Linked DNA regions of Danio rerio: region 1 is linked to region 2. Evidence: chromatin contacts called from public Hi-C data. All regions are on one chromosome and are shown on one strand. The core of a region is the stretch at or near the end of the contact, and the rest is flanking DNA. Distances in the headings are between cores, read along the strand shown. Region 1 overlaps gucy2d (guanylate cyclase 2D, retinal). Region 2 holds the start of si:dkey-111e8.5.

Region 1 (2,700 bases), core at 189-2,688, 70 kb after region 2:
CAAAAGATTAAAAGAAAATCAGCAGATTGACACTTTAGCTCTCAAATTTTTTTATAATATCACAACATTTCGACCTACATGGTCTTCATCAGGTCGAAGCGTTTCAATATTTTTAAAAATGTGAGCGCTAAAGTGCCAGTGTGCCAATTTTCTTTTGATATTTTGCTACTGTGTTTATTTATGATCGAGCACCTGCCTTTGAGCCTTCTAAGATGTGCGCACATTTCTGTTTCAAATACTAGTTAACATAAACAACAGACACAGACTAAATGAGAAGGGTATAACGAAGGTTAGAGCCATCTCCGAATGGGAGAGCCTTCAAGCTCCAAGTTGGCTGTACAAATCTAATTTTTTTATTTATTTAATGTCTTGTACATGACACAGAGTCCAATAATGTGCTTTGTGAATGTCTACACCTACACCAAACCTAAACCCAACCTCACAGTAACCTGATGTGCTTTATTAATATCTGCTCCACCTACACCACCTAAACCCAACCGACTTGTGGTTTAAGTCCCTCCCACTTTAAGGTATATATATATATTAGGGGTGTCAATGTCACGATGCATTGTTGTTGCGATTTTGAATATATTTCAGTATTCTCCAACATCATATACTTTTTTTGTATACTTAAAATGAGATCTTTCAGTAATGTCTGTTTTAACTAAACAGAAACATCAGTTCTTTTTTATTGCTGCTGGATAAATGGGATTATCAAGCAGAAAAACTGTTTGTCACTATCATAAAAATCTGTCATAAATGTAGTATGCATCTTTCTGAGATGCTGCATTTTCATTATTTGACTAACTTTACTGCATGCTGAAGGTGACCCAGCTCTTCAGAAAAATAAAAATCAAGTTCAACACCACCATCTAGTGGACTTGGATTTTATAGTAAATAGTATAATAAATAAGTACAAATAATATAGTAAAATTATCATAATAAAAACACTACACAAATTGTTTATACAAATAATATAATAAAGAATTGCTGTTATATTGATGTAAACTTCCGTATATCTGTCCAATATAGTCATGGAAAATATCATGATACTGTACTGTGTCAATATTTTACCCCACCCCTATATAAAGCATACAGTAGTATACAGTATATACAGTGTACAGTAATCAACATTTGAAGTGGATCAAAATAATTTTTCAAAATTGTCCTAAGACAAGAATGTGTGTTTAATAGTTTTAGGACAACTTTCATGAAAGGTTTGGACCCACTTCAAATGCTCAGTTCTTTATTTGCAGTAAAGTCACCCATAAAAGCCATATTAAATCAGTTTACAGTGATATTATATATCAACATATCAATATCTGTTCTCTTCAACAGAGATGTGAAGTGTGAGAAATGAATCAAACTGACTCTCTATGTTTTCTAAGTTTGTCTGTAAGCTGCAGGCATCACACTTTCAGTTGGTCCAGAGTTAATAATAAACTCTGGATTGAACCCTGAGATAAGAGAGGACGTTTATATCAAAGCATTGTGAAACCACTGAACCTAACAGTCTTAACCAATGTGGGTTTGTTTGGTTTTGTAAATTTTAAACCTACTCTGTAAACGGGAGTTCGCTCAGTTGGATTCAAGCAACAGGCCAGTGGACTGTTTGCTGTTTAAGATACTGACCGGATGCATAATACAGCATTTTTAGCCAATTCGTAAGAGTGTTTTGACAGTGTTGTTGCCTGTACTTGACACATTTCAAAATGCAAAGGAGAAACATTTAGTACATTACAGCCCTGAGTAGTTGGGATTTTCTGTGTTGACTTGTAAGATACAAGCCTTCCTGTATTACAAAGCACTAATAACTGTTTTATTATTCTTTTAGAAAACTAAAAATGGACAACACTAGTTAACCAAATGAAAGAGATTGTATGTTATTGATCAACCATTGCATTGATTTTTTTTCATTTTATTTCATTAGCATTTATGTGGTATTTGCCCACATGTATTTCACATATTTCTCCCCATATATCTCGTACTGCACAGTTCTGAAGTGTGATTAATATATAACTTATATTTATATATGCTTTACTTATATACTAAGTACAACTTAGGAGTGATATTTCACCCTAAAATGAATATTTGTTTGCTGTTTACTCACCCTCAAATTGTGTCAAATATGTGTTTTTCTCTTTTTCTTTGTCGGAAACAAAAGAAGATATTTTAAAGAATGTTGGAAACCGGTAACCATTGACCATTGTAGGAAAAGTACAATTTTCGCGATTTTCTGCTTTCTTCAGTTGTGTTCAACATAATAAAGATATCAAACAGATTTGGAGCAATTGAAGGATGAGCAAATGATGACCTAATTTTCAGTTTGGGGTGAACTATCCCTTTAAGAAGAAAAAAATGTGACTGAGATGATGGCAGAACATTGGAACAGATGTAAGTTATATAATCATGTGATGTGATTATGATATAATAATTTTCTCTCAACAAATATTGAATTAGTTATTGTACTTTCTGTTTAGATCACAGTTATAGGTATAGTCATTTCAATCCAAATAATTTCTCTGAAGGTAAAAGAGCCTGAACTGAAGAAACACGTCAGCGCGTGTGTGTGTTTTCATACCTTGAGCTCGGTCCTGCCCCGAGTATCTATTTTGTAGCCAAGTTTGAGACTGTTTAGGACATCAACTGTACTCTGGTTGACATGAATTCTGTAAGCTGTAGAAACAGGGAAAACACAAA
Region 2 (2,700 bases), core at 21-2,520:
ATTCAGATTGTATTGTACAAGCCTACTGCTATTATGGATAGTTCATCCAACAATGAATTCAGTCATTTACTGATGATGTGTGTGTTGTTATACCACTGACTGACTGACTTATGTACATAGGCTACTCAAAAGGGTCTGTGTGCCATCCGTTCATTTGATTATTCATTTTATTCTGGAAAACGAAACATCAGAAAAACAGTAAATTTTTCGTTTTTCTGTTTATTCGGTACGCACAAAAAAACGAAAGCTCATCTGTTATTCTGCTTTTTAACATAAAACGAACAATTAAAACAAGCACAAAACCAAAACAAGTCAAAACCAATTAATGAGTCAAAAAACTGTGCTCTTATTTGTTTATTCGTTTGATCAAAAAAATGAACACGCACAATTTGTTTTCCAGTTTTACACGGGATAAAGAAAAGAAAGAAGACCTTTTTTGGTTTTACTTTTACTCACAAAAAAATTAAAAAACAATTTTGGCTGGATTTTCTTTTTTTTATTATTTAGGGTAGGAAAACAGATAAACCACTTTAAAATTTATTACACATGTAGGTGGTGCTGAAACGTCAATTGGCCAACCAAATCTGAGCTCGTGATATAGCCCTCAAAATATTATGCTAGTCCTCTGCGATCAGCACCTTCTTAATTATTATTTAATTATATAAACTAAGTGTACGTATTCTATCATTTGAACCAAACACAGTTAGCAGGCTTACATTCATTGCATATGTAAATAAAAATAAAAACGTAAATTGGTAGTATTATTAGACATCTATTAATCAAATTAAATTCATAGTTTGCTGCCAAATGTCTTCTGCTGCTGTGCACCTGATGCTAAGCAAAGATAGCCATTTCCGAGAAGCACCTGGTTTACATAATCGATTCTTTTTATTATTATTGTTTAATTATTTTTTTAATAGTTGTTAGGACCAGAATAAGAACATACTGGGCCCTGATGCTATGACAAATGGTACCATTTGTTTTTATTTCATTTCCTCCTATTTTATTTACTATTAGCCTATTTTAATTAGCCTATTTATTTGATAATTAATACTTTTTTATTGAAAAGTAGACCTACTTTGGATTTTCAATAAAATAGTGAAATAATCAACTGAATAACTTTTGAAACTTGAAGCCAATCAGTTTCAGTGTGTGGGGAAATAAAAATAACTTTTCTCCAGGGACGAAAGAAAGTCAACAGGTTAAAAATAAAAATATTTATTAATAATAGCATGAATATAACAAATATGTGACTTACTTTTTTCCAACATTATATTCTGAAGTGAAGGGATAAAAAACGTTCGCTGTTAAGAAAACAAGAGACGGCAATTAATACAGGCCTGTGACAAAGGCGATTCTCAACGCTAGTATTGTTCCAATTATAATGGTCAGCAAATCTTTAAATGATCTTGACCTGTTTGTTACATTTTTCTTACCTTATATCTTAAGTAGTCTACAGTTGTTCGTAGAAATCTTGCTGAGCAAAGTTGGATCACCTTAACGCTTAACTCTTCCGGTGAAGGGGTTGAGGTTGAAAGAATAAGAAAGTGAAAGCAGATTTATAATCTACGCCACAGGCGACAAACTCAGTTCCTGAAGGGACGAAGCTCTGCGCAGTTGAGTTTCAGTTACCTGATCAAACTAATAGAGTCCGTTTGTCTTCTTTGAATCCTACAGGTAAATGTGATGAAACAGGGTTGGAGGCGGTGTTAGCAACTAAATTTGACACCCCTAATCTACGCCATACATCTTAAAACAAATCAGACAAGTCACGAAAAAAGGTGACAAAATAAATATGTTATAAATATTCCGTGTTCTTTAACAGTCCATGGTGTTACAAGAAGTTCTAATATCGAAATGACATGAAAACTAGCTAGCTAAACATAGTAGCTACAGGTGATGCAGTCAAAAAAAAAAAAAAAAAAAAAACACGGAATCAGGAACAACCCTCTATGCTAGAGTGAATCTAATCTTGTAACTGTAGATGGCGCTTTGCTCTTCATATTTAGTCCATCGTGTGTTTGTTCTTTCCATTATTTCTCTTCAAAATCAGAAATCTGTGAAAATGACCTTGACAATACAGTGATACATTTTCACCATCATCTTGACAAACCCGTGTCTGTGAATGGAACAAAGAAAAGAATTGCTTGGAATGTTTATCATTTCCATAAAGGCCTACCATAGCAATTTATATAAATAGTGTATCGTTTTTGAACCAGTAAAATAGGCTACTTGAATTAATCTGTCGGGGTAATTCCCAGTACATGGTTGCGGCTGGAAGGGCATCTGCTGCAAAAAAATGCTAGAAATTAGAATAGTTGGTGGTTCATTCTGCTGTAGCGACCCCTTATAATCTGGGACAAAGCTGAAGGAAAGTAAATGAATGAATGGTAATTATATAGCTGTATGAGGTGGAAATACATTAACAGAAATAAACAAATTAGAAACAAATCTAAATTAGGAATATTATATTACATTTCACAATTTACTGTAGTAAAAACTAAAGTATACTATATTTATTACAGTTTATCAGTTCACGCTATAATAAGTGACTATGAGTGACTCTGCATAAATAAACCTTATGGAAATGTATATTTTTGTATAGACCAATACAGAACATCTATAGTTCAAAGATGTGGTTATCATCACACTTCAAACACTACAGTGTAAGAACAATTCTGCTGAAGAATGCAGTATACA

Evidence for each region. Hi-C and Micro-C count contacts between places; a contact is called where the count stands out from the background.
Region 1: a Hi-C map of an unstated tissue shows a contact between it and region 2, with 4 times the contacts expected there. The contact joins the enhancer-like site here to the promoter of si:dkey-111e8.5 in region 2. A contact is called at or near these places in 5 of 18 Hi-C or Micro-C datasets (caudal fin, embryo, hematopoietic stem cells and 1 more).

Annotation. Positions count from the first base shown.
Region 1 is chr5:39,036,048-39,038,747 of GRCz12tu, forward strand. It overlaps gucy2d (guanylate cyclase 2D, retinal), which reads right to left. Exons shown (of 19, transcript NM_131866.1): 16 at 2,582-2,676. Among named protein-coding and RNA genes, the nearest start is that of si:ch211-284e13.6, 11 kb to the left of the region's middle. Within about 2 kb of position 1,439, at least 5 of the 62 cell types and tissues checked have an H3K27ac peak or open chromatin away from gene starts, as enhancers often do.
Region 2 is chr5:38,966,162-38,968,861 of GRCz12tu, forward strand. si:dkey-111e8.5 reads right to left here and starts at 1,271. Exons shown (of 5, transcript NM_001100954.1): 1 at 1,259-1,271. The coding sequence starts at 1,271.